Regions from separate parts of the Sus scrofa genome. Here all the other regions are linked to region 1. The links are chromatin contacts, called in public Hi-C and promoter capture Hi-C maps. All regions are on one chromosome and are shown on one strand. Each heading gives the region's core, a stretch centred on a gene start, on an enhancer-like site or on the middle of the called end of the contact. The rest is flanking DNA. Distances are from core to core; before and after follow the strand shown. Region 1 holds the start of ATP5S (ATP synthase subunit s, mitochondrial). Region 2 holds the start of TMX1 (thioredoxin-related transmembrane protein 1). Region 3 holds the start of RPS29 (40S ribosomal protein S29). Region 4 holds the start of RPL36AL (ribosomal protein L36a like). Region 5 holds the start of NIN (ninein).

Region 1 (6,209 bases), core at 1,117-3,616:
GAATGAATATAAGGTGAGCTTGTGATTTGAGTTATCTAAATAAAACAAATTAATGTACAGTCAAACCTAGGGGAGAGGTAAGCAGAGAAAATTTTATAAAAAGAACATACGTATTTTGAATTATTTCACTTTGCTAATCTATGAAGCACATGCTAAAAATCACAGAGTAATAAAGTCACTACTGTGGGGTGACCCATGAAAGCCTGACCACAGACCCTCAAATTGTATACTTCAAAATCAACTACATCCTGTGCAATGGTTAAAATTAAAAATAGTGAAAGTACTGAAAGCTGGTGACACTGAGGAGAAACTGGATTACTCAATATTGCTGCTGGAAATGTAAAATGGTACAGCCGCTTTGGAAAAGTTTGGCAGTTTCTCACAAAACTAAACATGTGCTCATCATATGACCCAGTAATTAGACTCTTGGGCATTTATCCCAGAGATACAAAAAACAGGCTCACAGAAAAAGCTGTACACTAATTTTCACAGCAGCTTTATTCGAAATAGCTAAAAACTAGAAAGAGCTCACATGTGGTGAGCTTCAATGGGTGAACTGAAAAAGAGCTTCAATGGGTGAATGGTTAAACATGCTGTGTTATGTCCATACCATGAACTACTACTCAGTAATAAAGAATAAACTATCAATACATGCAACAATTTGGATGGAACTCAAGGGATTACACCGAGTGAAAAAGCCAATTCCAGAAAATTACATACTATATAATTCCATTTATTATAACATTCCTGACATAACAAAACTTTAGAGGGAGAAGAGAAAGGGGAAGAGGGTGTCCCGCCAGCAGAGGGATCCTGGTGGTGATGGCACTGTGCTACAGCTTGACTTGTGGATACAAGAATCTACATACATATGCCATAGAAGTATTCAGAACTACATACATACATGTAAAACGAGGGGTACCTGAATAAGATCCATGGCCTGTGTCGATGTCATTTTCCTGGTTGTGATATTGTATGATCATTTTAGAAGATGTTATCACTTGACTGTTTCTTACAACTACATGGGAATCTACAATTAGCTCAAAATGAAAAATCGAACTAAAAACTATTTCTTTTTTTTTCATTTGTGATGAACGAGCAGGTAACATTCCACAATGTCTTCACAAATAAAGAAAATATGTACAACTGTCCAGGTGATAAAACCATTTAAACATAACAAAAGCCATCATTTTATTGAACACTTTTCTGTGCTAAACATCTGATAAGCCTTATATCATATAATCTGCAAAAAAAGCCCTATGAGGGAGAACTCCTAGTTCACAGAGGAGGTTCTGAGGCGAAGAGGTGAAATGACTTCCCCAAGCTACCTGATTAATAAGTGGAGCCAAATTCAGAGAGGTATCAAGCCCTTCCAGCAATAAGGCTACATCATTCTATTTTCGTTCCCTTCAGCTGTCCTGACCCTAAAGATTAAAAACTTCCATCAAGCATAGGGAGCATAGCGATAAACAGGCATAGCGATACAGAATCACGTAGTTTTACAAAGGTCTTTCAAAGATCACATAGTCCACTTCCTTCATTTTACAGATAAACAGATCTGAAGTGACCTGCACAGGTGAGTCGCTATTCTTAGCCCCGCACAGCATATTTAAAACTGTATCTCGGTCCAGGATTTAAGAAAAGGAAACAGATTGCTAAATAATTATAGAGACCAAGCCCTCTGGTTCACCAAGCCTCTTAATATTTAAAGGACCAATAAATGACTGAAAGAATGACGCGCTAGGAGGCCCATATATAGAAGTCCAGGAAACTGCAGGCTAACAGGCGTTGCCATGACAGACCCTCGGTTCGAATGAAGCTAGGGCGGGGCAGCGAGCGCCCCTACGTGGGTGGGAGACTGCGGTGCCCAGCAAAGGGCCTTGAGTGACGTGGAGAGGGGTTGAGAGGGGGTGGGGCCTCCGGTGCGGGGCGGGGCCTTGAGTGACGCGGGGCTGGGCTTCGAGAGTCGCAGACAGAGGGAGGTTGAGAAGGCGGGGCCTAGAAAAGGGAGGTTGTTGGGCCTGCCCAAACCAAAATTTTTTCCATAATCATCCCCCGACTTTCTCTCGCGGCCCCGAGTCCACTCGGCAGCGAAGTCGAGGACGCGAGAGTCGGCACGCCAGATTTTCAGTCTGCCCAGCTAGGGCAGAAGGGAAAAGGCAGAGCGTAACCACCCCCTAGTCCCGCCCCGCTCGGGGACTAGCTCCTTACTCACAGCGTCGAAGGGAGGGAGGGAGCGAGTGAGCGTCCCTGGCGTCTACGGTAGCGCCGGCCTGCCCTTCGCCCTTTGCCGCGCGCGCCCATTGGCCATTAATGGCGGCTCCCACGTGAGGCAAAGGCGCGCCTCTCATTGGCCCCTGCGCAAGAGGCGGGGCTAGACAGCACTGGGACTTGGGCAGTGCTGGGATCCAGGGCCGCTTCTGGGGCTTGAGGCAGGGTAGGAGTGGGGCACCGGTGATGGTGCCGGCGCTGCGTTACCTGGGCAGCGTCTACGGACGTGCCCGCGGGGCTTTCTCCGGAGGCTTCCTCGCTGCTGGCGCGCCCGCGCCAGGGAACCTCTGGCTGTTGTGCCAAGGTGGCCGCAGAGCCAGCACCAGGTGAGTAGCCGCTGGCCCGCCCCCGCCGCTTGCGCTGCTTCTCTCAGAAGTGCCTGGTGCTGGACCTCTGCCCTTGCTCTGTTTCCCTGTCCTAGGCGCGAGAGAAGGTCGAGATCTTGTGCAGCCCGGGCTCCAACCTCTGATCCCAGGAGCTACCTGCTGGAATCGTTCGTAGTGTCTGTGAGGAAAAGAGTAAGAAAGGCAGTGTTGAGTAGAGGTCAAGAATACTTGAGGCTTTGAATACAAATCCACCACCTCCTAGTCCACTCTGGGAGGGTTACTTAAGCTCCTTAAAGGCTCAGCTGTGAATAGGATCCTAGTCTATTGCGTAGGTGGTCGTTTGCGGGATTAAAGGACCTAGCACACTGTAAACAATCAAATAGGCTGTTTATTCGCTGGCCTCCATGGTTTTACTTGGAAGGTCTGAAACCGGTCTTAAATCAGTTCTTGGCACACACATGCTGCATAGAGTTGCCCCTGTGAGAAGCAGCTCAGTTAGTTGCTAGGCAAACCCTGCAGAATTCAGCATCCTGTGATTCGAAGTTTGGAGACTTTCTCTGCTATCTGTAGAGGGAATGGTTTATGCGAAGGTTTCAAAGCTGGAAAGTTCTTGGTTGTTGAGAGAACTAGAATGTGAGCAAGATCAGTGTGACTGGAGCTTAGAGGAACAGAGACCGTGTGGAGAGGGGCTGCACCACAGCAGGGTTTTTGTGTTAACTATGTATGAAACCTTGTTCTAAGACCGCTAGGAGTCTTTTAGAGGATTTCTAAGAAGTGATTAAATGTTGATGTTTCAAAAGTTGACTCTGGCTGCTATGTATTAGTAGATTGGAGAGGGGTTAGAGTGGAATAGGATTTAGTGATTCATCGTGTGGGTATGTAGACAGTTCTTTTAGGAACTTTTTCTTAAGAGAAGAAAAGTAAGGTGAGTGAAGTTTCATTTATACTTTTTATTTTGAGGTAATTAAAGATCCATAGGAAGTTTAAAAAGAGCAGAGAGTACTCATGTAGCCTTTTTCACCCAATTTACCCCAATAATAACATCTTACATAACTGTAATACAGTATCAAAACTAGGAAATTGACGTTGGTACAATCCATAGACCTTGTTCAGATTTCATCATTTAAATGCACTCATTTGTGTATTTGTGTGTGTTTCTATGCAGTTTAATCACATGTGTTAATTTGGGTAACTGCCACCACAATTAAGAAACAAATGTTCCATCAGTACAGAGATTTTGTTACCCACCCCTTTGTGTTCACACCTCATCTCTCCACCTTTTCTCACCATTGGCAACCACAAATTTTTAGCTCTATGGTTTGGTAATTTTGAGAATGTTATGTAAGTGGAATTACACAATACGTAACCTTTTGAGATTGGCTTTTTTCACACAGCGTAATATCCTTGCAATCAATCCAAGGTGTTGCCTGTGTTGATAGTGGGTTCCATTTAATTGTTGAGTAGCACTCTGTGGTGTTAGATGTATTACACTTTGCTTAACCAGTTGAATGGTATCTGGGCTATTTCCAGTTTTGACTATTATGAATAAAGCTGCTATGAACACATGTACAGATTTTTGTAGGCACATTAAGTTTTCATTTCTCTGCGATAAATTCCAAAGAGTGCAATTGCTAAGACGTGTAGTACGCACAGGTATAGTTTCTGAGGAAACTGCCATGCTCTTTTTCCAGAATGGCTGTACTGTTTTACATTCCTACCAGCAATGTGTGGTTGGTCTAGTTCCTCTCATCCTCATCAATGTTTAGTTATCACTTAAAAAAAAAAAAAAGCCATTCTGAAAGGGGTCTGGTGATACCTTATTGTAGTTTTAGTTTGCATTTCCCTAATGACTGAAGGTACTGAGCGTATTTTCATGTTCTTTATTGCCATCATATCTATTCTTTATGATGAAATGTTTGCTTATATCTTTTGCCTGTTCTCTAAATGACTTGTTTGTTTTTTATGTATATGAGAAATGAGTCCTTTGTCAGCTATATAGTTCACAAATAAGTGTTTTCTCACAATTTATTTGTTGTCCTCTTACCCTCTTAACAGGGTCATTTGCAGAGCAATTTATCAATTTTTTTCTTTTATGGATCATGCTTTTGGTGTGAACACTTCATCTAGCCCTAGATACCAAAGATTTTCTCCTGTTTTCTTCTCAAATTTTTAGTGTGAATGTTTGATGATAATGAAAAACTGATAATTTTTTTTTAGTTAGAATAACAACATTGGAGTTCCCATTATGGTTCAGCAGGTTAAGAACCTGACATAGCGTCCTTGAGGATACGGGGTTTGATCCTTGACCTCGCTCAGTGGGTTAAGGATCCTGTGTTGCCGCAAGATGCAACATAGGTCGCAAATGCAGCTCATATCCACTGTTGCTGTGGCTGTGGCGTAGGCCTGCAGCTGCAGCTCTGATTCCACCCTTGGCCGGGGAACTTCCATCTGATGCAGGTGTAGCTGTAAAAAGAAAGAAAGAAAAAAAAAAAGTAACAGCATTGTGTGTGCCTTTTAAAGAGCCCTTTTGGAAATAATGTATTGAAATATTTACAGATGATGTTTAGGACTTACACTGAAATAACATAATGCAGGAGAGGGTGAAATACATTGGAAGTTCCCATCGTGGCTCAGTGGAAATGAATCTGACTAGCATCCATAAGGATGCATGTTCAGTCCCTGGTCTTGTTCGGGGGTTAAGGATTGCCGTGAGCTATGGTGTAGGTCGAAGACGTGGCTTGGATCCCGTGTTGCTGTGGCTGTGGTGTAGGCCAGCAGTTGTAGCTCCGATTGGACCCCTAGCCTGGGAACCTCCATATGCCATGAGTGTGGCCCTAAAAAGAAAAAAAAAAAAGATGCAGATTGGCCATGTTCCTGTGAACTAGATTTGTTGACCATGAGATTGGTGCTAATGGTAATCTTTTAAGAGTTAGACAGACCACACATACCCTTTTTAATTTTTTAAATGGTTGTGTAGTTAGGGTTATTATGGCTAAAACTGTCATCCTGAGCCCATTTCTGGACCACTTGTTTCCTTAAGGCTTGGTATTCTTATTGTTTCCTCCTCAACAGAAAAAAATATTATAAGTTTTTGCGCACTAAGGTGTTAATGAATTAATGTTAAATTATCCTCAAGAATACTGCACTTGAATTTTAAAATAGGTGGTAGAGAAGAGTATGACACTTAACACAGAGTGATCACTTATCACTCTGCCTAGGCAGAGTGTTTATTATAGAGACCTAGAGCAGCTTGGGCAACTAGCCACTCTGTCTGCTGGTGTGGCTGATTATCTATGCATGTAACTTATTAAGGTTTCTTCATTTAGGCCAATAAATATTTGATTTTAATGATTACAAATTAATAGTTTAATTGTCCACTGAGATGAAAATAAAGTCTCTTGTAAACATGCATTACTTTAAAGGTGCATTCTCTTAAAGGTGCATTCTCTTAAAGCTCATTTGATGTAGTCATTATCGGTGGCGGAATTGTGGGGCTTGCCTCTGCCAGAGCCCTCATCCTGCGACATCCAGCACTTTCCATTGGTGTTCTGGAAAAGGAGAAGGATTTAGGTATGTATGTTTTCAGTGTTGCTCAACCTCAGCATCTGCTCC
Region 2 (6,209 bases), core at 1,876-4,375, 860 kb before region 1:
GAAAAGAAAAAAGAAATTAAAAAAAAACTTTGGATTAAGAAAAAAGAAATTAAAAAAAACCTTTGGATTTCTCTATGAAACTGTATCCAGAAAGCTCCAAGTCAAATCTGGAGTTCATCAGTTTTAATAATTTTATGTGCAGGAGTCACAAATGCAACGTGCTAATAGAAGAAAAAAAGGAAGCACCCAGGGCTATGGTAAATAGGAAACACATGCCCCCTCCTACAAAGGAAAATGACAGTCAACAGGGAACTACTGGCCCAGTCCAAATTAAAAGGAGCTGAAAAAAATCTTCATTTTTATGTAAAAATGTTACCCAGAACTTAACCCAGACACAAACACTAGGCAGGCCAAAAAAAATTCTTAGGCCAGAACTTGGTCAACCTCAGATTTACAAATCTATGGCCAAACATACTAGCTTTTTATTTACTCTTTTAGTACTTAGTCTTTAGAGGCCCTGAATCTTTCCTAGGATTTGATTTTTCTCGTTTTATAATTATCTCATAATTTAATGGAACCAGGCTTTTTTTTGGAACCAGGAACCTACACCTGTTAAAAATATGAGTACAGTTTCTGTAGTTCATTATACTTTCTTCACTTATTTTATGGAAATAAAACTCCCAAAAGTTATAGGCAATGTGGAACAAGACTAGTACTGTCCACAAAAGGCAAAATCTCTAAAAAAATGTATTACAAACAAATCTCTCTGTTAAAAAAAACTCCTGATCAGGAGGGATTTAACGTAGACAATCTAACTTGTAGTAAGAACAGACAGCATTAGAAACCCTTGACCCTTTTTCATGTTCCTTTTGTTTCTTAGGTGCTTTTAAAATACTTAACCTCATATAAATTATGGACATGATGAGGAAAGAAAAGAAAAAAATACTATGGTATACTCTAATTTCACACAGATATTCTAATTCAAAAACCCTACTACTTCACTTTTGATTACTACTATATTGATATAGTTTGATCCAGTGAGTTAATAAAAATCTCCTTGAGGAGTTCCCGTTGTGGCGCAGTGGTTAACAAATCCAACTAGGAACGATGAGGCTGCGGGTTCAATCCCTGGCCTTGCTCAGTGGGTTAAGGATCCGGCGTTGCCGAGAGCTGTGGCGTAGGTTGCAGACGCTGCTCGGATCCCGTGTTGCTGTGGCTCTGGAGTAGGCCGGCATCTACAGCTCCGATTAGACCCCTAGCCTGGGAACCTCCATATGCTGAAGGAGCCCCCCTAGAAAAGGCAAAAAGACAAAAAAAAAATTAAAAATTTAAAAAAAATAAAAATCTCCTTGAGTAACACTCGAATGTATTTTGCACATTAGTTCATAATTACTATTGCTTAACACATTATTTATGAAACTGTGAACATTTTATGGAGACAAGCTAAAACAAGTTACCGAGGACAATGAAACCAAATGCTGTCCCTGGTTATGTTTCCTCTCCTCTGTAGCTCCAAGGGTGCCTGAAAATTCATTTTACTGAGTTATAAACTATATGCATACTACATAAACATTTCTCCTATTTTGTCCTTCACATAAATGATCTATGCTTGATTTAATGACTGAAGAGTTACTGATTTGGCCTTCTGGGATGTATACTTTCACCTTCCTCCTTAACTAGCAACCCAATCACAGAAGAAAACACCCACCTGAACCCAGTTAAAGAAGGGGGCTGTTCTACAACATCAACATAATTAAAGCTTTTTAGGTACAGCTTTTCCTACCTGTAAAGTGTAGGAAATAACAAGTATCTTGTAGAATTTGTAAAGAATTTAAGTATGACAAGGCATATGACGTGTTTACAGGTGTCTAGTACACAGTTAACACTCAATAATGGTGTTTTTCACTAATATCACTAATACCATTAGTATCAATAATACTGTCACCACCATTACCAATTTAGTGACTAAAGCAAAGGCAGATAGTTTACTACCTACCAATGCATAAGGGACATGATCATAATGGAATCACCAGACACATGATTTTATTCAAACAATAAATGACGACCTGACACTCTTTTAAGAGTTTATAATCACTCACAATTAATTTTCTTTTTTAAATGCAATACCACTTAGAGAGACATAAGAGTAACAACCTAGGACATTCAGTACTTTGCAAAAACACACACCCAAAGGAAAAATGAGATGTGGGCAAAAAGAAAAGCGAACACACACACACGCCCGATTCATAAAATTTAAAATAAACTAAAAAGACCTCAAATTCTAACATTCTAAGTGGACTACTTTTTAAGGACAATTAGACAAAAGGAGAGGAAAGGCTGCAACTCAATTTCCTCTTCTGCAGTTTGGTAAAAATAACTCTGGAAGTCTGTAAGACTCACAAGAAAATCAATGTATAGCAACTAGTCAGACTAACCTCCCCATCCCCAAAAACCTTGAAGAAAAGTTGAGAGAATTCAAAGCTGAAAGCAGCCTCTACATACACCGCAGCCCTAGCAACCAAACTAGGGTGCACACTTCAGAAAAAAAAACTTAAAAGTATTACCCGGTCGCAAACGAAGGGGTGGGATGAAAGCAGCCGAAGATCCCAAGAGTTAGGGGATTCCGAGCAGTCGGGGGCTCCCGTGCCGCGGCTCGGAGCCGCAGCGCCGAAGAGCCTAGGACGCTCGGGAGAGGAAGGAGAATGAAGTCGGGGCTCCAGACTAGGATCCAGTACCCCGGCCCACAGAAGGGCCCCCAGACCACCGTCCCGCACTCACAATTCTATCATCCACTCTCCTTCCAGCAACTCTTTCCAGTTCTCGTCGGTGATGATGCGCACGTCGCTCCGCCGCCCGTGGGTCCAGGGAGCCTCCCACAGCAACAGCAGCAACACCGCCAAGGGGACCATAGGACTCCCGGAGGGCGCCATGTCCGCCGCTCGCCCTCCCCACAGCAAGCGCTGCGGCCCCCACCTTCGCGTAACCTCTCCTCACTTCCGTCCGTGCGAGCTCATCTGCTCGTGCGCATGAGCGCGGCGAGGCTCGCGCGCGCGCCTTGAGGACTCTCAATGCGCATGACGAGACCAGGTCTCAGTGGGTTGGTTTAGCAGCGAAGGAGCGCGCCTATTCCCTAGTGCGCATGACAAAAAAGCATTCCCTTCCTTTCTGCTTTTCCCGAATATGGTGTCGGAAGAGAGGCGGAGGGCGTGGTGTAGAAAGTGGGGTGGGACTTCGGAGAGAACAGCTTCAAAGTCTGCGGCAGGATTTTGGCGCCAAAAGTTTGGCGTTTATACTAACTTAAGGCGATTGGTAAGTCTATGCTAAAGCAGTTTCCGGCTAACTGCCTGTCAGGGTTTTCTTTTTTTTTTCCTTTTGAAAAATTTTGTAGGACAGTTAATGGATGTTTGTATGAGTCAGAAAGTTTAGTGCACTTTATGCACTTTAGGGTATATGTTGTCCCTCTTTTTTTTTTCTTTTTTTGGTTTTGGGTTTTTTTTTTAATGCAGTAGTTACAGAGAGGATAGATCAGAAATTCAAAATGGAGCAAGACACAGAGGCTGCTTGTAACAGATATTTCAGATTTTTTCCTTAAGCATCTGTAAATACAAATCAAAATGTGCACTGAGTTTGGTATTAATCAGTCAAATGAAAATAATTGCATTTACACCTCCTCACTTCATATTCTCTCCTAAACTCAATCCAATTGACTGATTCCTCCCAATCCCCACCCTTCCCTGAAAGGCCTTTTCTAGGACATTAGTAATTTGCATGTTAACATTCATCTTACTTGACTGCCAGCAAGCATTCTGTCACCACACCCTCCTTGAAATGGGTTATGTGGTACCTCATTTGTTTTTTTGTTTGTTTTTCCTCCTTCCTCACTAGCTGCTCTTTCTGAAACGTCTTGGCTGGTTCTCCTCTACTAATTTCCAGACATTGACTGGCCCCTGGATGCTGTACTGGCCCCCCTCCTCTTAATCTCAAACTTCTCCAGGTGACCTCACTTCTGGCTTTAAAAAGCATATGACTGTCATTTCCAGCCCTGACCTTTCTGGGAACTTCAGACCTGTATCTTGTTTTAAAAACAACAACAACAAAATTCAACCCAGTAAATTTAAAGATCTATTTGTCATAAGTCAGGCACCATTCCATCTGGCAACTAGAAGGGCTCTCCAAGAGGTTATACAATGGAAGGCTTTTATAGGAAGAAGGGTGAGGCAAAGGAGTTCTTGGCGAGAGAAAAGAAAGGATTATTTTTTAGGACTTTTGAGGGGAAGGGCACTGGCAAGGGCTTTATCGGTATAGATTCCTCTTCTTTAAATCTCTGTTTGCTGTCATGGGAAGCAAATGATTCCATTTTTTAACAACATTAAACTCTTTGCTGGACATCTCTTGGATATCTTATAGGGAGCTTAAACATAACAGGATCAAAAAAAGTTTCGATTCTCCCTCTTCAGGTCTTCTCAATTAAGAGCCTCAAGGTTGTAAATCAACTATATTTTAATAAAAAATAAAAATAGGAGTTCCCATCATGGCTCAGTGGGATAGTTAACAAATCCAACTAGGAAGCATGAGGTTGCAGGTTCAATCCCTGGCCTCGCTCAGTGGGTTAAGGATGTGGCGCTGCCGTGAGCTGTGGTGTAGGTCGCAGATGTGGCTTGGATCCAGTGTTGCTGTGGCTCTGGCGTAGGCTGGTAGCTACAGCTCCGATTAGACCCCTAGCCTGGGAACCTCCATATGCCGTGGGTGCGGCCCTGAAAGGACAAAAAGACATAAATAAATAAATAAATAAATAGCCCTGAGGTCCATCTGATTGCTCAAGACAAAAGTTTACATTTTAATTCTTTAATATTGTTCTCTTTCTTCACCGTCTCTTCATGTACTCCATCAGCAAGTCCCATAAACTCTACCTCCACCAATTTCCATCTCTACATCCAAGACCTTGGTCCAAGTTTCTATCATTTCTTGCCTCACCTGCAATAATAGATTGCTAACTGACTGCTCTGTGTCCTCTCTTGCTTCTCTAAATAAGATCTAGCAATTTCTCCTTAAAACACTCCAGGTGGTTCCCACTGTACTTGACATTAAATCCAAACTCCTTAAAATCATTACTGTGGCTTAAAAAGTCCTACAGGATCTGACATCTGCCTAACTGCTACCTCATGTAGTGCTGGCTCTCCTCCTCCCTACCTGCTACATCTCAGGAGATCCCTAAATATGTCAAACTAGCCTCACACTAGAGATTTGGCACTAGCTGTTCCTTCTGTCTAGACTTCTCCACTCATCCTCACATCATTCCTTTGTGTCATTGATCTCAAAAGTTACCTCAAAAAGGCATTTATTTCCTGACCACCTCATCTAAGGAGCCCTCATGGTCATATCAATAGCTCATATTATCCATCATATTCCTCCATGCTAATTCTCTGCAAAATATTAAACTGACATGCGTATTTGTTTATTATCTTATTTCTTTCCTCACCTAATAAGAATGGAAGTTTCATGATAGTGGAAACTTCTCAATTTTGTTCACTACTATAATCTCCACGGTTTAGTACCAAGCCACTATTAGAACCTAGCACATAGTAAATGCTCAATAATTCAGTATTTGTTAAATGAATGAGTTAATGAGGAAAACATCATTATACATATGCTGTGCTTTTATCATAATATATGGGCTGCACTGATTAAAAGAGTGTAAATATATTATTATATGAAATATAGAGATAATACTTGCCATTTATACCTCACAAAGTTGGTAAAAAGATAAAATTAATTATGTTCATAAATATTCTTTTTAAACTAAATCATTCATGATAAATTTGTTATTAATTTTTTAATATTTCATTTACAAAAGAAATGCAGTTTTATGACTAAAATGCACAAAGTATAAAAGATTGGAAAGTGAGAAGAAATATCTTCTAAATTCTCTTCCTATCTCCTGTCAGAATTTGTACCCCTTAGGCAACAGCTATTAATATTTTCTTTTGTGTGATTTCAGAACTTTGCTATGCACATAGACTACTCTTTAAAAAACACACACCAGAGTTTCTGTTGTGGCCCAGTGGTAACAAATCCGACTAGTATCCATGAGGACGCAGATTTGGTGCCTGGCCCCACTCAGTGGGTTAAGGATTCTGGCCTTGCCCTGAGCTGTGGTGTAGGTTGCAGACGTGGCTCGGATCTGGCATTGCTGTGGCTTATGTTGTAGGCCAGCAGCTGCAGCTCCAATTAGACCCCTAGCCTGGGAACTTCCATATGCTGCCTGTGCC
Region 3 (6,209 bases), core at 1,984-4,483, 610 kb after region 1:
TTTTCACTAGATTTCCTAATACCCACCTTTTCATTCTTAGTATTGCCATATCAGTTCAGAACTGCATTACTTCCCTCCAAAATTTTTTCTGAACTTAGAAAGTCTTCTTATTTCAACACATTTCTTCAATATTTATGGTGTTCCCTATGTATGCCAGCACCATGCTAGATGATTAAAAGGCAAAGATGAGTGAGTTCCCTGTTGGCTCAGCAGGTTAAAGACCCAGCATTGTCACTGAAGTGGCTCTGGCCCAGGAACTTCTGCATGCCGTGGTGTGGCAAAAAAAAAAAAAAAAAAAAAAAAAAAAAGAGTTTACTTTGTTTAGGAGAGGTGAGTAAACAAATAATTATTCAAAATGGAATAAATGTTAAATTCGAACATTAGAAGAGTATAAAGCAGCCAGATGATGAAAGCATTTTTTTTTTCTAAATCAGATCCTTTTAATATTAAAGTTCTGGAATACCATTGAAAATTTTCAAGCAGGAGATAAAATTTAGGTCAGTTTAAGAAAGGCTACTGTGGTCAGTGAAGAGATTAATTTGGAGGCAGAACAAGCCTATAGGTAGCACTATCAGTTATGAGGCTAGTACAACAATCCACTATCCACCCTGCTGCCAAATTAAATTTCCAAAGATGTCTCTTCACCACAGAATCCTAAAATATAAATATGTTGAAATGGATATATATATATATTTATTTATACATATATAAAGGTTCTAACATTGAAGCTAGCTCAAGAGAGATGTAGATCTTTAAATGGAAAAATTCCGGATGTAGAATCACAATGATTTTGAGACTAATTTAAGGAACAAAATAGGTGATATCTTGAATAATGGTGTCTTAACATGCAGATCATTCAGATGTGCTTAAATTTAAAAAATAATGTATATACTCTGTGCTGTTAGACTGTTTCAATCTTGTAAGTATTTTTTTCCAAAAGGAAATATTAATAGGGCTTATGTGGACTAGAATATCATGGTACATTTTTTCTTCTTTGTACTTCATTGTATTAAAGAAAAAGGAAGGAAGGAAAGAAGGAAAGACTCAGTATGTATTATAATTGGGGAAAATGTTCTAAAATAAGTATTTAAAAGCCAAATACAAAAGAGTAATAAGAACCTGTAAGAAGAGTATAGGATTAAGCTGAAAGCTCTTTGTAAACACTGGGTTAAAATGGACTTTTAAAGCTATATTTTCAGCTTTCTTATTGAAAAAGAAATCGATAATTCCATCAGTGGAGAGGGATGGTGCTATGTTATTTTAACTGTGACTGGAATAAAAATTATGAGCAACTTGAATATCAAGATAGTTTAAGAGATTGTTATTATTCAAGTGTAACTAATTGATTTTTGTTTGTGGGTGTTTTTTCCCCCACTTTTGAATGAGTTCACTTCTTTAGGCTCAAAGGATTATATATTAAAGAGTATTGAAAATATTTATGAGATTGATCTCAGAATCATTGTAATATTTTAAAAATTACAGAGACCACCAAGCAGGAAAGATCCGAGAAGGCAAATGTGAGATTAGCTTTTGAAAGACACATGGGTTTTGGAAACTACCCATCAATGAAAGATTCCAGGTAAACTGTAGAAGCTTGACAATTAGACCCTCTACAGCTGGGCTTTAAGTTAAAATCCCCTTTCAATCTTATCACTAAGCCTTTTGGACTCCTCTCTAGTTAACTCAAAGTTGTTCACCCTCCCCAAGCTTTTTCCAACTCCATTCTTGACCTCAAATTCTTCCTCTCACTATTTCTTCCCTCCATCATGTGTAAACCCCACTCTTCACATATAGTGTATTTCAAAGACCCCTCAAGTGAAGCTCGTGCTGGAATTAATCTCTTTCTTTCTCCTCTTGTAGTCTATTAGTACATCTGTCATTTAATATAAAATGTCCTAAGAAACAAAAAAACAAAACGAAAAATCCAGAACGAATTGCTTATTTAGTTGTATACGTGTCACTGAGTGGCAGAAGTTGAATCTGGAAGAAAGGGCTCTTAAAAAAAAAGAGAGAGAGAGAGAGAGACAAAATGAAAGGAAGGGTTCAGGTAATAATACTATTTTCCTCACTACATTTGTTTTGAGAGCAGGATCAAGCCATATCTGGTTTTTCAGTCTCTGACTTGATTCCTTCATTATGTAAAAAAGTTCCCAATTTGGATGGGGAATTTCATAATCCTGAAATAACGTACCTTTAAGAGGTGTAGTGTTTCAGTTCTAATGTAAGAATTCATGCATAAAAGTTTCCTATATTTTGCACCCTGTGGTACATTTTATATTTCTAGTTAAAGCTCTTATTTTAGATTCATACTTAATTTTTCGTTTATTTACAGACATTATAAATGACCACGTGGATTTTAGAGACTTTTTCGGCAGATTATTAGAAGGCGTGTGATTCTTGCTAGTTATTTTGTTACCAGATCATTTGGTCAAAGCAACATACATTGGATATTTACTTGTTTCTTAACTTTAAACTTAACTAACTACACTGAAATATTAAACATCCTAAGTCTCATGTCATTTTTCTGGAATGGTGTGTGTCAATTAAAAATAAGTTTGAAAACGTATTCTGTTTAAAAACAGGAACTCCTACCGTTGACTCCTAGTTATTACAGTTGATTTTAAGTTTTTTTGCTATTTTATCCCAGTAGGGGTCAGTGTAGAGTTGAGGCAAACGTCCTTTTTCCTTTACGAGTTTAAGACTTTAATTTAAAAAAATGTGAAGGATTCTGAAGAGGAAAATAGCAGAATACTGAGATCAATTATTTGAGGGTTCAAAAGAAAAATTTATTCCAAAAGAGACGGGGTCTCGCTATGTTGCCCAGGCTGGAGTACAGTGGCTATTCACAGGCGCGATCCCACTACTGATCAGCACGGGAGTTTTGACCTGCTCCGTTTCCGACCTGGGCCGGTTCACCCCTCCTTAGGCAACCTGGTGGTCCCCCGCTCCCGGAGGGTCACCATATTGATGCCGAACTTAGTGCGGACACCCGATCGGCATAGCGCACTGCAGCCCAGAACTCCTGGGCTCAAGCGATCCTCCAGCCTCAGCCTCCCGAGTAGCTGGGACTACAGGCGCGCGCCACCGCGCCCGGCGGTGGCAGAAGGCGCAAGACAAAACTAGAGGCTGCGGTGTGGTGACGTCATCAGCAGGGCCCGCCCAGACTATTTCCATGCTTCCTCTTCACTCCCACCCCCGAGGAACAGCGTGGCCACACTGCGCACGCGTCACTGGTCCGCACTGCCTTCTGGGTAAACTGTGTCCAAAATTTTGAAGAGCGCATGCGTGCGCTAAGTCTGTCCTTTTGCCTCGTTGCAGCCGAGAGAGCAAGATGGGTCACCAGCAGCTCTACTGGAGCCATCCAAGAAAATTCGGTCAGGGTTCTCGCTCTTGGTGAGAAACAGAATGTCGCTTCAGGGAAGGGTTCCTCTGGGGCGCGACGCTGCTTGAAATAGAATGGCGGAGCCCCGCAGGTTTGCGCGTGGGGGGAGACGGAATCGGAGCTTGATTGCCGCCATTACAGGCCTCTCATGGGTCTTTGGTGACCAGCAGTGTGGGTGGTGGCTCTCTGAGTGCCGAATTGTTTACTTTCTGCGACTTGCGTTAATTTTTTCTATTTGCAGCCGAGTCTGCTCAAACCGGCACGGTCTGATCCGGAAATACGGCCTCAATATGTGCCGCCAGTGCTTCCGCCAGTACGCGAAGGATATTGGCTTCATCAAGGTATGCGTCCGCGGGCCGCATGCTCCTATTTCTGGGAGAGGCCAACAAGGGGTAGTTCCTTGGTGTGGGCTTTCGGCCAATGACGTTTTCTGCGTTTAGTTAGCAGCGCTGTTCTTGGTAGAGGATGACACTGTTCAGGGTTTGTGGCAGCCATGTGAATAGAATGGCGGGGATGCAGTGAAGGCCTTAAAAGAAGTCTTTGTAATCCCATTTTACCATTTTCGCCAGTTCGAGGTGCCGTGTAAAGTGTGTATAAAACTATTTACTTTTATGAAACCATGCTAAAATTCAACATTAGATCTCTAATCCTATCTAGCTATTTTTAAGCAAAGTACATGAGTTGACCACTGTCTTGAAATGTTGAGTTACGAGTTAGCGTCATGTAGGGGAATGAGCTTGAGGTTTGGGGCCATGTATGTTTTTTGAGGATTCAGGCAGGTAGTCATAATGACTTGGGTCACGTGTCTTGAAGCAAAGGTTTTACCTGTGGAAGCTAAATGGCAGTATTGTTGCAAAAATTAATGTATATATGAAGCTCAGAGGTGAAAACATTTCTTATTGGGTCTTTGAGCTGCATCTCTGGCCTTTTGATTCATAGTTAGGCCTCAGTAATTAAGTAGAACCTGCTTCTCTATATGTGCTTGGGAGTTGCCTGGTGGCTCAGTTGCTTAAAGATATCTGGTGGTGTCACTGCTGTGACATAAGTTTGATCCCTGGTTAGAAACTTCACATGCCGAGAGTGCAGCCAAAAAAGTGTTCTTATTTTGGTGAATTACTGTGGGTAATAATTGTTCATGTGACACTTATGTGACAGAGGCAAAATATCTTGAGCTTAAACTTTTGGCTTGGACGAAATGCTTAACAAGTACATGTTTTGTGTTACAGTGTGGAAGTTTAAATAACTTGTCAGTAGCATAACACAGATGAGAGAGTGGCTTCAAGTCCACTAAGTTTGTGACCCATTTCTCAGATGTTAGGATTAAATGAGTTATGAATGGCTCCTAGAATAGTGTCTGGCACACATTGAGTACCAAGATATTACCCATGTGATTAGTTACTTAATGACCATCTTATGTAGCAGTGTTTTTCTAGTGGGTAATTTCTTTGAGCATAGAAGGGGGAATATCAATAATGAAATTCACTGACTAAAATATAACAGATGTGTGGAGCAACTTGAAGTAGGTGTTTAGTAAATCTTTAGATGTTGATATTTTGGGTGGGTCAGATTTTCAGGTTAAACTCATTCTATAGTGAGCCATTTTTCTGAGAATAAAACGTTTAAAAGCATTTTGAATTAATTCATTTTTCTGTCTGCCTTTTTTTTTTTTTTTTCCAGTTGGACTAAGCTTCCTTGAATGGGTCATCCAGGACATCCACCTTATGCAGAAACAATGTTAGTGCTTTGTATATAAAATAAACATTTAAAAATACTAATTATGAGTGTTTTAGTGTGAATGGAATATCAGTATCAAGATCGATTGCTACAGTGTCATCCAACAGGAGGGAAAGTGCCAATGGAAGCTGAAGTGGAAAAAAGCGTCTTAACTGATGGTGGTTAAATTAGCTGTGAAATTTTAAACAGTTAAACACATTGCTAGTGTACCTCTTAAAGCCTTAAAAGGAGCTCATGGAGGTTAGGGACACTGAAGTTTAGGTTTTTAAGAACATCATGGTAAATCCACCTCTACTAACTCTGAGTCTCAGTAGTATGACCATGAAATTTTTTTTAATAAAATAATAGTGTTGCTGGGGAAGTGTATTTAGGGTGAACAGAATGAGGTGGATAGAATATTGGGAAAAAAGGTTGAGGTAGGAAAAAATTTCTGTGATGTTGCAGATTGAGTGGGTGAGAAACTGCCAGCTGAGCAGAGGTAAGTTTCTTAGGTGAAGATGGGGGAGGCATATACATAATTGATTTACACAGGTGTCTTTGTGCCGTGTGTTTAATTTGGTTATGAGAATTTGGGGGAAGAGATGGACATTGCTCTATTGGGATAGTCCTAGGTGATTGCTCCTTTAAAACCTGTATTCTTTGTTGAGGGGATGTCTGAAGGGGAACATTGCCTATCCAATCCTGACCCTGTGGTGGGGAGGAAGGTTGGTATGGTCAAGTGGTTTTCTGTATCTTTTATATTAGGGATTGGATAATTATATTTTAAAATGTATGTGCCAGACATGCTAAATGCCTTTTTTTTTTTCAAGTCTTAGAATTTTGAGGAAATTGAAATTTAGAGATTAAGCAGTTTCTGCAAAGTCTTCCCAAGTAAGAAAGGGATTAAAACTGGACTGAAACTCAAATCTGACTTCAATGTTAATATTCTTAATAAAACACTTAGGGTTAGAGGCTGTACGTCTTGTTCTCAAAGATAATCATATGATTGCAAGCACTACTATTTTTATTTTTGATTTAATATTTTTACTTTAAAAAATTCTGCATGTTTGAGGAGTGGGAAGGGAGTGCAGAGGCAAGGGATGGATGGGTGGGG
Region 4 (6,209 bases), core at 2,567-5,066, 590 kb after region 1:
CCATGACAGGAAAACATCCCTTGGTTTTATAGAATTATATTTACAAATTTTAGAACAGGACACTTAAAAAAATCTGAGCATTTGCTCCAGTAGGAAAACTGTCTTAATTGTACTATTACATGAAAACAACAAAAAAAGCTAGTATTTTTGAGGCCAGAAGAAAATTCCAATGGATATTTTTCTCACAAAAATTTTTAGAACATTTAAGAAAATATAGAAAGGTTTGCAGTGCTCACCCCAATAAAAGCAATTCCAGGAGTTCCCACTGTGGTTCAGTGAGAATCCCACATAGTATCCATGAGGATGCAGGTTCGATCCCTGGCCTTGCTCAGTGAGTTAAGGATCCAGAGTTGCTATGGCTGCGGTATAGGCCAGCAGGTGCAGCTCCGATTTGACCCCTAGCTGGGGAACTTGCATATGCCTCAGGTACAGCCCTTTTTTCAATCACAATATGAATCTTACTTCATTTGATGCAACAATTTTGAGATTGTCCCTTAGGTACACAATTTTCTGAGACTGAAATGACAATCTTGCAATATCTACACAGAAATTAGTCTATATTTCCAGTTGAATACAATTAGATACTGCTAAGGGAAACATGTTCAATTTGGAGTAAATTTTAAGCCTGTTTCCTATTGTTTACTGTGTCTGTTCTTTTAAAAGGGAGTTCCCTTGTGGTGCAGCAGGTTAAAGATCCTGCTGTTGCTGTTGTATTGCCACTGCAGCTGCCTGGGTTGATCCCTGGCCAGGGAACTTCCACATACTGCAGGCATGGCCAAGAAAAAACACCAAAAAAAAGTATGAGTTCTGTTAAAGCTGGCACTAGAACATGTTTCACCTTGTCAGGACTGAACTTTGTATCATTTCTGGCTGTATTTTACTTACACAGCAGCTTTTTATTGCTCATTATCTATGCCTGGCTGATTTGAAAGCCAGTTTCTTCCAAAGGGAATGCACTATCAAGAGCTGGTATTTCAAACTCTGTTATACAATGTACAGATAAGATGTAATGCTAACTTTAAAACTTTTAGAATGTCTTTACTGGACTTTGGTTTGTAGGTTTATTCTGCAAAATGATTAGGAACCTTTTTATGCAAAAATGAGTATTTTATTTTGGCAGCACTAAAAAAAAAAAAAACAAAACCACTGTATTTCTACATTGAGGTGAAAACAGTGTTTAAACTTTCTTATCAATCAAATACATTCCAAAAGAAAGTGTGTCCTATGAATGTTCCAAAGCACAGGCAAATCTTAACACAACAATACAAGAATCTGTAATACTGAAAAGTGACTCTGCTCTGACAGGGTGTTTAACAAACATAACTTTCGAATTATAAAGCCAGTGAAGCAATCCTTTCCTAGTAACTGTTATCAAGAATGAAGCTGGGCTTGTTAATACTCTTAGCAATTTCATGGTAATACTTTTAACTGGTATGACAATTTTAAATAAACTTTGCTGTATGTAATATAAGTTTTGAAAGTGGAAAAGTGTACAAAGTTCCAGATAAAAAGATTAATAGATGCAATTTAAATAAAATTTCCCCTTTTACTGGTTAACAATGATTTCCTTCAGCAGACACACAAGAAACTTTAAAACCCAACTCACAAAGTGAAAACTTGTGTTTTAAATCTTAATCAGACAAGAGGAAAAGATTACTATATTTGGACAACTTTTATAAGAATTTTGTTGTTGTATTAAAGCAGAAACCAGTTCCTAAACTCTTTTATTCAATTGTATATCCTGTTTGGACAAATATCAAAAATAGAAGACTGTCACCTTTTGCGATTGCGTTTTTTTTTTTTTTTTTTTTTTTTTTTTTTTTTTTTTTTTTTACTGCAGTCTTCTATAACTCTTACAGAGTTCATGGTCCCTAATGTCTCCCCACCCTCCATTTTTCCTAGGTGGGGAAAGGGCTGCTGTCAATTTTTCACTGATAGTTAAAGTTTCTGGAAACATGTACTGTTTGTTACTATTTAAGAGTGACTCAATTTGGGCACTCTGTGTGGATGGTCTACAGGTTTTTTTGTGATGCATACCACAGTCTCCAGCATGAAAAATCCTAGGAACTTGAGGAACCAGCACTTTCCAAAATTTTGGAAGACAAGATACAGTCAAATATTGAAGTGTCCAGTCCCAGTTATAATCATCATAAGTACAGAAAGTGTCTGTGCACTCGATCAGCTTCTGATAGGCATCCCGGGTCAAGGCCAGACCCATATTGTGCTCCGTGGATTTCCACGTTTTCACATCTACCTTGTCAGCAACGTCACGGAAACTGCGAACGGTAGTATAGGTCCCCAGGGAGAGAACGTCACACTCAGGACACTCTTGCTGCTTTAAATTCCACATCTTTTTGAAGACATGGTAAAAGTCTGGGGCTACGTAGTGATCCTCCTCTAGGAAAAGTATGAGGCCAGCATAGTCTCGAAGGACTTTGACCCTCTCCCACACGAAATGCAGCTTCCACCACCAGTGGTGTTTGGTTTGGGAGAACTTGGCCTCTCTGTAATGGCCGAAGGAGTCGGGATATTCAGCATTAATGCATCCCATTTTCAAAGCTGCATTCTTCTCCAGGTCTCTAGGGCAATCTCTGGGGTCAGTACCCGGAAACTCGTTAGGGTACAACTGAATGCTGAAAGGAAAGAACACCTGCAGAACCGGACAGAAATCCACCCCAGCGATCAGCTGATTAATCTCAGTCGACCAGAAGTCATGGCTAAAGATGACGAGGACGTTGTCGATTCCCTGGGCTTTCCGAAGTGAGTCCAGGAGCAGTTTGAGGTATTCGGCCCGGTTGTGCACCTGGACCACCAGCACAAGCTCGCGGGGGACCCAGGAGCTGACCTTATCCACATTCCTCAACGTCTGGTCAAAGTTCAGTTGGTACACTAGGGACCGGTACCGCAGCGTCAGGTTGTCCACCTCGGGCTGCGGGGCTGCCGCGACCAGCGGAGCCGCCGAATCGTTGGAGCCCCGGCGGATGCCCACGGATATGGCAGGATGGTCCCCGGCCCGGGCGCCCGCACCCCGCACGGGCTCGGCGTCCAGCAGCGGCGGGGCGAGGGCCTCATTCTTCCTTTGTCGCCCATTGCTGCTCCAGAGGACGAAGCCGCAGGCGGCCACCACGAACGTCAAGATCAGCACCTTCCGCTTGTAGATGCGGAACCTCATGGTCTCCGGGGCCGGGAGCGCGGGCAGGCGCGTAAAGGAGCTAGCGGATCCCGCACGGAAAGGGCGGGCGGGCGGCGGCCGTGGCCTGCAGCGATCGGAATGGGCCTCCGCGGCTGCCCTCGCTAACTCATCCCTGGCCCCGGGGGTCCTGGGGCCCGAAGGCGCTCAGCTCCCCTGTGCCGCCCGGGCTCCACACATCCTCGCCTGGCAGCTGCAGCTCAGGCTGTCCCGCCGCTAGGAGCCGCGACTCAGCGTCGCCTCGGTCCTCTCCATCCGGCACGGGTCCGAGAAGCCCGCCGCGGCCCCACCGCACCCCGGCTCCGTTACCTGCGCTTCCAGCGGCCCTGCGTCCTCTGGGCTTTCATCCTTACGCAGGCACCGGACGTCCCGGACCGAGGGACGCAACCTCGTCCCACTCCCGCGGAGACTGTCCTGACAACCAGCAACTGGCTCGCGGAGCTCCGCGGCCCCCGGGCCCACACCCCTCCGGCCCGCCCCTCGGGCCGTCGGTTGGCGCTTCCCCGACGCGTCGGGAGACGACCGGGCGTCGCTGCCCGCCTCTTATTGGGCCGCGGCGCTGTCGCTCAGGCTCAGTTCCTGCTTCCGTCCCGATCCTCCTTTTCCGGTGAGGCTAGAGCAGAGCGAGACCCGGAACGTGGACATCGGTTTTACTGGTAAGCTACACGCGGAGTGGTAGCGGTCTCGACTGGAGCCCCCGAAGCTCAGGATCCCGGGGTGGCCGGGCGAACCCTGGTAGGAGAGGGAGGGCGAGGCCCGCCGCCTTGGGGGATTTCAAGAACGGGCTTCTCCCTTCCGGGAAGGGGCTCCCGCATGGCGGCTGCCGGGCCGGGAGGCACTTGTTAAGGACACGTCAGCCTTCGGGGCCGCTGAAGGGAGACCGTGTTTCGGAGGGAGAAGTCAAACCACGTTGCTGCGGTCCTCAGAGAAGGGCCGGGCTCGGCCTTGGCACCAGCTACACCGCACCCGGAGCCAGACTGGCTCTCGCGCTCACTCTCCCACTCTTCCGAAGGAGAGTAGATTATCACACGACCACGCTTTAGTTGTTGGGTAACCACGGTAAATTAAGGACCAAAGGAACCCACTTTGGAACTTAGAGTCAGTAGGGGGACCTGACTGTATAGGGCATCCTTATGCTGCTGCTCTGGCCCTTATTTTAGTGAGCCTCATTTTATCACTGCTCCGATGATTAGCCTTCTAAAGAGTTGTGCACATATATATATTTATTCGTGTGGAAAATGCGTATTTGGTGCATTTATACGTTAATGATTTCTGTAATGTTACTATTTCCATATTTACAAAACTTAAAATTTCAAAATGTTTAACGTCTGTTGCTGTATTTTAAATATTTTACCACAGTATTCATCGTGAAAACACCCCTGTTGCAAAGATGGTCAACGTACCTAAAACCCGAAGGACTTTCTGTAAGAAGTGTGGAAAACATCAGCCTCACAAAGTGACCCAGTATAAGAAGGGCAAGGATTCCCTCTATGCCCAGGGAAAGAGGCGCTATGATCGGAAACAGAGTGGCTATGGCGGGCAAACAAAGCCAATTTTCCGGAAGAAGGCTAAAACCACAAAGAAGATTGTGCTGAGGCTTGAATGTGTTGAGCCCAACTGCAGATCCAAGAGGATGCTGGCAATTAAGAGATGCAAGCATTTTGAACTTGGAGGAGATAAGAAGAGAAAGGGCCAAGTGATCCAGTTCTAAGCCTTGAGAATTTTTTTTATTCTATATTTGAGAGGAAGGTGTTGAAGCCATAGGGGGAAAAAAAATGCCTGTATGAGAATAAATACAGTGATACCTTACTGAAATCTTTTGTATTTTTAAAATATAAATAGGATCTTGTGCTTATTTTGGTTCTAAATTAAGGAAGTTACAGAATTAAGGTTCATTTCAAATTCTCATTTAAATTTAGTTCCATAAGACTTGGAATGTTGATTTATATATAAAGATAGGAGTCCCACCTCAAATTTTATAACTAGGTTATGGAGATAAATCATAAGGCAGGGAAAAAACTGATACTTTTCACATCAATTTCATATCTGTTGGGTGAGTAAATGATTATGATTGAGCTGCTGGGGAAAGTCTCAATCAGATTTTGAAAAAAGTACATGGAAAAGATAAGGTAGGCCTGTGTATAGCAGACTGGGTGGAGTAGAGGATCCAAGCTGAAGGGGTAAAAAGAGCTGACTTTTTGCAAGGGTATGGTCCAGTAGGGCATACTAGCCACATATAGCTATTTACATTAAAAATGCAGTTTCTCAGTTATACTAGCTACATGTGGTTAGTGACCACCCCATTGGACAGCAGAGACGTACAATGTTTCCATAGGTTTTTCTAGACAACCTTTTCTTAGACCTTGGTCTTTTTTTTTTTTTTTTTTTTTTTGTCTTTTTAGCCCTCACCCCACCCCAAAGCATATGGAGGTTCCCAGGTGAGGGGTCCAACGGGAGCTGTGGCTGCTAGCCTACATCACAGTCACTCGGGATCCTGTATTCCCAGGGGAAAAGGCGCTATGATCAGAAACAGAGTGGCTATGTCTGTAACCTACACCACAGCTCTGAGCAATTCTGGATCCTTAACCCACAGATGGAGGCCAGGGATCAAACCTGCGTCCTCCTGGATACTAGTAGGGTTCATTACCACTGAGCCACCACAGGAACTCCCATAGACCTTGGTCTTCAATGTAAAGCAGGAGTTGAAAATTGACTTGTAATTACAAAAAGTTCTGAAGCAAGTGAAAAAAATGGAGTCCATAACAACATGAATTCCATCCTTTGAACTTTTCAGAACATACCCTGGGAGGTACTCAAATGTTATACCCTGACTGTTGGGAGTGTTGAGGTAAGAAGTTAACTGAAAACAGAATGGAAGGTTAAACTCAAGTGAGCCTAGTAATCACCTATGGAAGGCAAGAAAGAAAAATAAGTTGAGTATTAAATGAAAAACTGAGAAAGGGAAATGAGCTATGAGAAGAGGACAAGTTCTCTTATTTCTGTATATGAATTTTAAGTT
Region 5 (6,209 bases), core at 1,784-4,283, 550 kb before region 1:
CATGATTTCTCTTGTAGATCTGTACATTTCCCCCTACCTTTAAGTAAAATCAGCAATCCAAGAAGACATGCCATATTTATCCTGTAGCTTTAAATAACTCCCACTAAGCCCTAACCTACCCCCAACACTCATACACAAACGAAGCAGCATGGTCCCAGCTGGACAGTGACAGGGAGGGTGGACACAGCAGTGGTCAGTGGCAGAGGCAAGGGCACAAATCTACAAGTCCACACGAGCTCCAGGTCTTCTGTTGCTTCTCTTCTGCTGGCACTTGGGGAAATGGACCCCTCCAGGCTGAACTGCTGAGCCTCAAGTCTCAGTGGCATTGGTTCCCCACCCCAACTCTAAAACATCTAAAATTGTTAAACAGATCTCCTGCTCTGTTGAAGAGATTTCAACCTAGACTGATTAAGGTGAACACTTCACACCAGGTCTCTATACCTAGAAAGATTCTATTATTTGAAGAACTGGAAGACTGACCAATAGGCAGCTCTACCAATAGCCCTCAGAGCTACCTCCAGTAAAGACACAATGAAAACAGTGTGCTTAAATGCCAGTGCAACCTCAGCACATTCCCTCCAGCACCCACATTCAATCAGATAGTTACCCCCAAACTCCTTCTATAGAGATTCTGGAGTCCCTGATGCCCAGGTTTTCAGCTGCCTTTGCAGATGTTGCCTGGCATCGTCTCTTAGAATTAAATATCCACAGATGTGCCAAAACTGGATACCACAGAGATACAGGGAAGACTTTGGTCAGAGCATTTTAAACAGCCAGAAATGCTGGACTTGTATCTGAGTTTGTTTCCCATAGTTTCTGCCTTCCCCTCCAGGGAGGTAAAGCTGGTCTTGACCTTAGTTCCCAGGAGGCTCAGATCAGTGACTGAAGGAATTAGAAAACATGACAAATGTTCCACCAAGAGGTCTTCTTTAGTAATGCTGGCTGCCAATTCACACCATGCTCTTCACAACTCTCCTTTGGGAATAAGTATGGGGTGTGGGTCTAAGATACCCAATAGGTCCATGTGGGCACTGAATTTAACCAAAATTGTTTGATTGCCTTGAGGAGGTGAAACTTGAGCCCTCTCCCTCTCCTGGATTAAACAATGAGCAGTCAGTAAGCACTCAGGAAGCACTGAAGGTTACTTTAGCAGGTGGCTGTGGGAAGTGAATTCAAAGCTGCCATTGCAGTATAGGGAGATTCCAGGATGAGTATGGGGAGCAAGTAGCCATCAACTCCAGGCAGGCCATGTGGAAGAGGAGACTGCTGCAACCTTTGTGCATAAGGGATCAGCATCTTGATCTATTCAAAATGGAAGGTGTTTTCCAAATTCCATCCAGGAAAACATGATATTCTATGTGGTCTCAGTTTCTGTAGAGCAAGAAGCAATTCAGATAAACTACATGGATGAGCAAGAAACAGGAAGAGTTGGTGCTTAATACAAACCCACAGAGTTGGTCTAGTTCATATCAAAATGGGGATCTAATCTCCCCACTGGAGACAAAGGTATAAGGTGAGCACAGGAAAGTGTGTGTGTTTGAGCCACACCTCAGAAATTATCTTGGAGTTCCCATCATGGCTCAGCAGAAACAAATCCAACTAGGAACTATGAGGCTGTGGATTGGATCCCTGGCCTTGCTCAGTGGGTTAAGGATCTGATGTTACTGTGGCTGTGGTGTAGGCCGGTATCTGTAGCTCCAATTTGACCCCTATCCTGGGAACCTCCATCTGCCGCAGGTGCAGCCCTAAAAAGTAAAAAAAAAAAAAAAAAAAGGAAAAAAAAAAAGCAAGAAAAAGAAAGAAATTATCTCACATCAGAGACTATGCAAACTTTCAATCATCCTGAACATAAGCTTTTTAATCAAAGCTATAAAATAAAATCTAATGCACATCGATGAATAAATCATGTGGTTTCTCTTGAAGGGGTATCATTAATAGGACTTACATCACTATGCTCATTACCACTTCCTCTAGGGATTAAATTTATCCTTTCAGGAAGGAGACAATGAATTGAAAAAAACAAGAGAGAGAAAGAGAAAGGACCGTATAATGATGTTTTCCAAAGTAAAAGACTTGTTGAACATTCACCTGGGTTTCATAGCTCTCACTAATAAGCCAGAACATTGCTTTAATTCTATACTGTTTATTGCCACGGGAGCCAACAGACTGGTAGAGGTTTTCTACACTTTTATTTGCCAAACAGAAAACTGTGTTGTGATGTTTAGATGAGACACACGGGGGCAGCAGTGAGCTGACCAGGAGATAGAAGAATGGTGACACTTTTGAAGCAGAAAGCTTGACTCTAGACATTGAGATGCTGGCCAAGCTCTATTTAAAATCATTTAAACCAAAGAGAAACATTTCTTCAACTCTAAAATTAAATTTTAGAAGAATTTACTGTTCTGGCATGTTTTCTGCTCTCCATGAGTGCTTAATATCCTTACTTCCTAAATGTTTTTTTCTATTGACAATTATTTTTTCAATCTATTTAAATCTTATTTATTTATCTATCTATCTATCTGTCTGTCTATCTGTCTATCTTTCTAGGGTCCCACCTGTGCCATAAGGAAGTTCCCAGGCTAGGGGTCTATCTGAGCTGCAGCTGTCGGCCTACACCACAGCCCCAGCAAAGCTGGATCCCAGCCGTGTCTGTGACCTACACCAGAGCTCACTGCAACGTAGGATTCTTAACCCAACTGAGCGAGGCCAGGGATTGAACCTTCGTCTTCGTGGATACTAGTCGGCTTGGTTAAGGCTGAGCCACAACGGGAGCTCCAGGAGTTTGATCATTTTAAAGCTGAGACACTTTTTCCTGACCAATCCAAGTTGAAGCCCGGGGCAGGGCAAGATATCCCAGCACCAGGGACAAAGGAAGCAAACCCGGGCAGCTAGCACCACTTTTGTGGGGAGCCCACTCTAACTCGGAGCTGACAACATTGTTAAGAGTAGCAAGCCAGTGCCTGGGGCTCTCTTTTTAAATGGGGGCGGAGGAGCGGTGGGGGGAGGACACAGCGGCACTTCCTCTTCCTCTTCCTCTCCAGAGACTATTCATTTCATTCCCGCCCATCTGAAAACTGAAGAACTCCGCAGACCCTCAGACCCGCAGACCCGTAGGGGGTTCGCTTTCACTGCAGGAAGAGATGCTGTAAACAGAGGTACACAGCCAATCCATCTTCACACCCGGAAATGAGACGGCAGTGAGACAGGCCTAGAAGCAAAGCTGGTGATTGCTGCGGTGGGTGTTCACTGAGGGCAGGCTGGTCCTCCCGAAGGTGGTGTAGGATCTGGAGGAGGGAGGCAGGGAGGGTCTGGGCTCTTCCCCACGTGGCCCCAGAACTGCCTGGCAAGGAGCCACTGGGCCAGACCCTCCCGCTCCGCACGACCGGAGGCCTTTGTCAAGCTGTGTGGCTGGGTATTATTTTCAGGCTCAGCCGGGGCTGCCCTCCTGCTCCTGGGCTTGCCCGTCGATGCGCAGCTGTTTCTTCTGCTTTCCAAAGCCCAAGCCTACAGGTGCTCTGCCTCCCTCTGCCTTTGGCCGTTACAAGTTATAAGAGTAATAGTAGCTTTAAAGAGAGGGGATTGGGGAGGTTGCCAGGGGCTTAGAGTCCTCCCCTGCCGCAGCCAGCCCTCTGTCCCTCTGTCCTTCATCCTCCCTTCACAGACCTCCAATCCGAGCATTTCTTTTTTCTTTCTTTCTTTTTTTTTTTTCTTAGGGGCACACCTGTGGTGTATGGAAGTTCCCAGGCTAGGAGTCGAATCAGAGCTACAGCTGCCTGGCAACACCACAGCTCACAGCAACACTGGATCCTATTGAGTGAGGCCAGGGATCCAGTCTGTATCCTCATGGATACTAGTTGGGTTAACTCACTGAGCCACAACAAGAACTCCCTGTCTGAGCATTTCTAAACCGAAGGATCCTGGCTCAGGAAAGGCAGTCTCATTTTCACTGGGCACTCACCTGCTGAGAAGCCAACCTGAAGAGTGGAGCCCAGACTCCAAAGCCTGCCCTCCCCTCTGCTCCCACCGTTCCTTGGATGTGTTCTATTTGAAATAGTTTCTTTTTCCATAATTATTATTATTTTTTAAACAGTGTGTTTATTGCAGTATTTCTATCTAGTGTTTCTCTGGAGAAATCTAGACTTATTTTATGATTGTGCTTTTCTGAGTGTGGTTGCAGCCCTATGAGATATGCCTGTAGGTCCCTGTGTGTATTTTGACATCTGCACCAAAGCAGAGGTTACCTGTGGGGAGTAGGACTGGGTCAGTTGATGCTGCTTTGCTTTTTTACTTTCTACCGCTCGGTTTTGTTTAATCTTTTCCCAGGAGATGAATTGTTTTGTAATGTTTAAAAAGAGAGGAATGAGGACAGCTCTAACTATAGTCAGGGCCACTGGCATGTTGGCCATGCCTTGAGCCAGGACCCCACACAGCAGGGTTTTCTCTTCTGTCCTTGCTCCTACTGTTGAAGATCCCTTTGTTCAGAGTGTTAAACAGCCCTGGTGTCTCTTGATACCCGTTTCCTGAGAGCAGGCTGAGGGCTTCCTTCCTCCGCCCAGCATCCTGCCCCTCCACACACCCACACCCACACTTCTTTTTTCCCTTTCTCTTTTCAGAAACTCGATGCTATCAGGCCCAAGAATTGGCCAGGAAAGGGCTCAACACAGACAGGACCACTCAGAAAAACAGTAAGATAAGTAAGTGTATTATGCGATACTTTGAAAAGCAAATTGTCAGGAGAGGGAAAGAGTGCTGGCTCCTCTATTTTAACACTTTGTCCTTTGATCTGTATTCTCTCTTTAATCCGTCAACCTCCAAAATTTGCTGAACGCTGGCCCTGGGCCTGGATCTAGACAGTTCCTGGTTAGAAGGAAGGAAGGACCACCTCCTGGAGCAGGACCCAGCTAGGTAGTGAGTTTGGGGGACATGAACAGGTGGGCGTGCCATTGAACCCAGAGCCCAGCCCCACCCAGTGCAGGTGGCAGAAGGTTCCTGGAAGAGGAGATGCCTGAGCTGAGTCTTCAAGGACTAGTTGGTGGAGCTGAGAACAGGAGAAAGGCCATTCCCTGCAAAGGAAACATGAAATAATAACAAGGTCTTTCTTCTGCTGAGCTTTTCCATGTATCACCTGGTTCTCACAACCCTGCTGGGCAAGTGCTCTTGTGGCCCCATTTTAAAGTTGACATCCCTGAGGCTCAGAAGGGTGGAGGGCATTTTCAAAGGCCATGTAGTGGCCAGTGGAGGAGCCAGGATTTGAGCTGAGGCAGTCTGGCTCCAGAGTCCTCCCCTCCAAACATTGGTTGTCCTGTACTTGGGTAACTCAAGAAGTGAGGCAAGCCTGTTACAGAGTTGCAGGAACAGCGCTGGAAGGATGGGCAGACATCTCATGATACTAAGGGTCAGACTTGGATTCTGGGTAGATCTATGCCTCTGGAAGGATTGATGAGGCCAGGCTAGGAGAGCAGTGAGGTGGCGCTTGTAGTAATTCAATGGAGAAGTGAAGAGGGCGAGGTAGGAGTCGGGGGGAAGAAAGCTGAGCTCTACTGAGCAGATGGGCCAGGTCCATGGAGTGTGGAGGGAGGAGGCATGATGCTGAGCACCCAGCTTAGGTGACTGTGTAAAGGCTGGCCCTTCCTGAGTGTGTGGGGCACACTGCAGGAAGTGCAGGCCTGGAAGGGAAGGAGTGAGCTCAGGAGCCCATGGGTCACAATTAAGTCAGTGGCAGAAGTGGAAAAGGGAGACGTCATTTTAAAGTGGGTGTTCTTAACCCAGATGGAACTCAAGCGGTCTGTAAACTTTTATGGGAAAAATATTACATCTTTATCTTGGCTTTTTTCTTACTAAAATGTATCACATTCCTCAATTATTAATGTGAGAAAATTGCTCTAGTAACAGCATTGTCTGTGGCTTTGTCCCCAGTAGACATCACTGATTTTTCACATCACATTTTAGTTATTGAAGATTTCTCTGAGTATCATTAAATCTATCACTACTTTAATGGAGTTCCCATGCTGGCTCAGCAGAAACAAATCCAACTACTATCCCTGAGAACGTAGGTTCGATCCCTGCCCGCCCCTGCTCAGTGGGTTAAGGATCTGGTGTTGCCATGAGCTGTGGTGTAGATCGCAGGCGTGGCTTGGATCCCATGTTGCTGTGGCTGTGATGTAGGCCAGCAGCTGCATCTCCTATTTGACTCCTAGCCTGGGCACCTC

Evidence for each region. Promoter capture Hi-C pulls out the DNA fragments that hold promoters and counts their contacts. A called contact is a pair of places that touch in the nucleus more often than the background predicts.
Region 2: a promoter capture Hi-C map of fetal liver shows a contact between it and region 1, with 5 times the contacts expected there. The contact joins the promoter of TMX1 here to the promoter of ATP5S in region 1. A contact is called at or near these places in 1 of 5 promoter capture datasets (fetal liver) and 2 of 47 Hi-C or Micro-C datasets (embryonic fibroblasts and epiblast stem cells).
Region 3: a promoter capture Hi-C map of liver shows a contact between it and region 1, with 6 times the contacts expected there. The contact joins the promoter of RPS29 here to the promoter of ATP5S in region 1. A contact is called at or near these places in 1 of 5 promoter capture datasets (liver) and 3 of 47 Hi-C or Micro-C datasets (alveolar macrophages, heart right ventricle and skeletal muscle).
Region 4: a contact with region 1 is called in a Hi-C map of liver, with 4 times the contacts expected there. The contact joins the promoter of RPL36AL here to the promoter of ATP5S in region 1. A contact is called at or near these places in 2 of 5 promoter capture datasets (fetal liver and liver), 6 of 47 Hi-C or Micro-C datasets (heart right ventricle, liver, mesenteric adipose tissue and 2 more) and 1 of 2 datasets of contacts at active chromatin or transcription factors (alveolar macrophages).
Region 5: a contact with region 1 is called in a Hi-C map of embryonic fibroblasts, with 2.4 times the contacts expected there. The contact joins the promoter of NIN here to the promoter of ATP5S in region 1. A contact is called at or near these places in 1 of 5 promoter capture datasets (liver), 1 of 47 Hi-C or Micro-C datasets (embryonic fibroblasts) and 1 of 2 datasets of contacts at active chromatin or transcription factors (alveolar macrophages).

What each region holds. Positions count from the first base shown.
Region 1 is chr1:180,065,314-180,071,522 of Sscrofa11.1, reverse strand. It overlaps ATP5S (ATP synthase subunit s, mitochondrial), which reads right to left and starts at 2,366. Exons shown (of 5, transcript XM_013993389.2): 1 at 2,216-2,366. The coding sequence starts at 2,351. L2HGDH (L-2-hydroxyglutarate dehydrogenase, mitochondrial) reads left to right here and starts at 2,355. Exons shown (of 10, transcript XM_001926818.5): 1 at 2,355-2,597; 2 at 6,052-6,167. The coding sequence starts at 2,458.
Region 2 is chr1:180,930,594-180,936,802 of Sscrofa11.1, reverse strand. It overlaps TMX1 (thioredoxin-related transmembrane protein 1), which reads right to left and starts at 3,125. Exons shown (of 8, transcript XM_001928249.4): 1 at 2,719-3,125. The coding sequence starts at 2,870.
Region 3 is chr1:179,453,871-179,460,079 of Sscrofa11.1, reverse strand. It overlaps RPS29 (40S ribosomal protein S29), which reads left to right and starts at 3,233. Exons shown (of 3, transcript XM_021101317.1): 1 at 3,233-3,393; 2 at 3,624-3,723; 3 at 5,060-5,157. The coding sequence starts at 3,332. The coding sequence ends at 5,068. It also overlaps LOC102723301.
Region 4 is chr1:179,475,427-179,481,635 of Sscrofa11.1, reverse strand. RPL36AL (ribosomal protein L36a like) reads left to right here and starts at 3,816. Exons shown (of 2, transcript NM_213917.1): 1 at 3,816-3,846; 2 at 4,550-4,998. The coding sequence starts at 4,581. The coding sequence ends at 4,901. MGAT2 (mannosyl (alpha-1,6-)-glycoprotein beta-1,2-N-acetylglucosaminyltransferase) reads right to left here and starts at 3,172. Exons shown (of 1, transcript NM_001128482.1): 1 at 1,832-3,172. The coding sequence starts at 3,172. The coding sequence ends at 1,832.
Region 5 is chr1:180,618,799-180,625,007 of Sscrofa11.1, reverse strand. NIN (ninein) reads left to right here and starts at 3,033. Exons shown (of 34, transcript XR_002346861.1): 1 at 3,033-3,235; 2 at 4,614-4,694.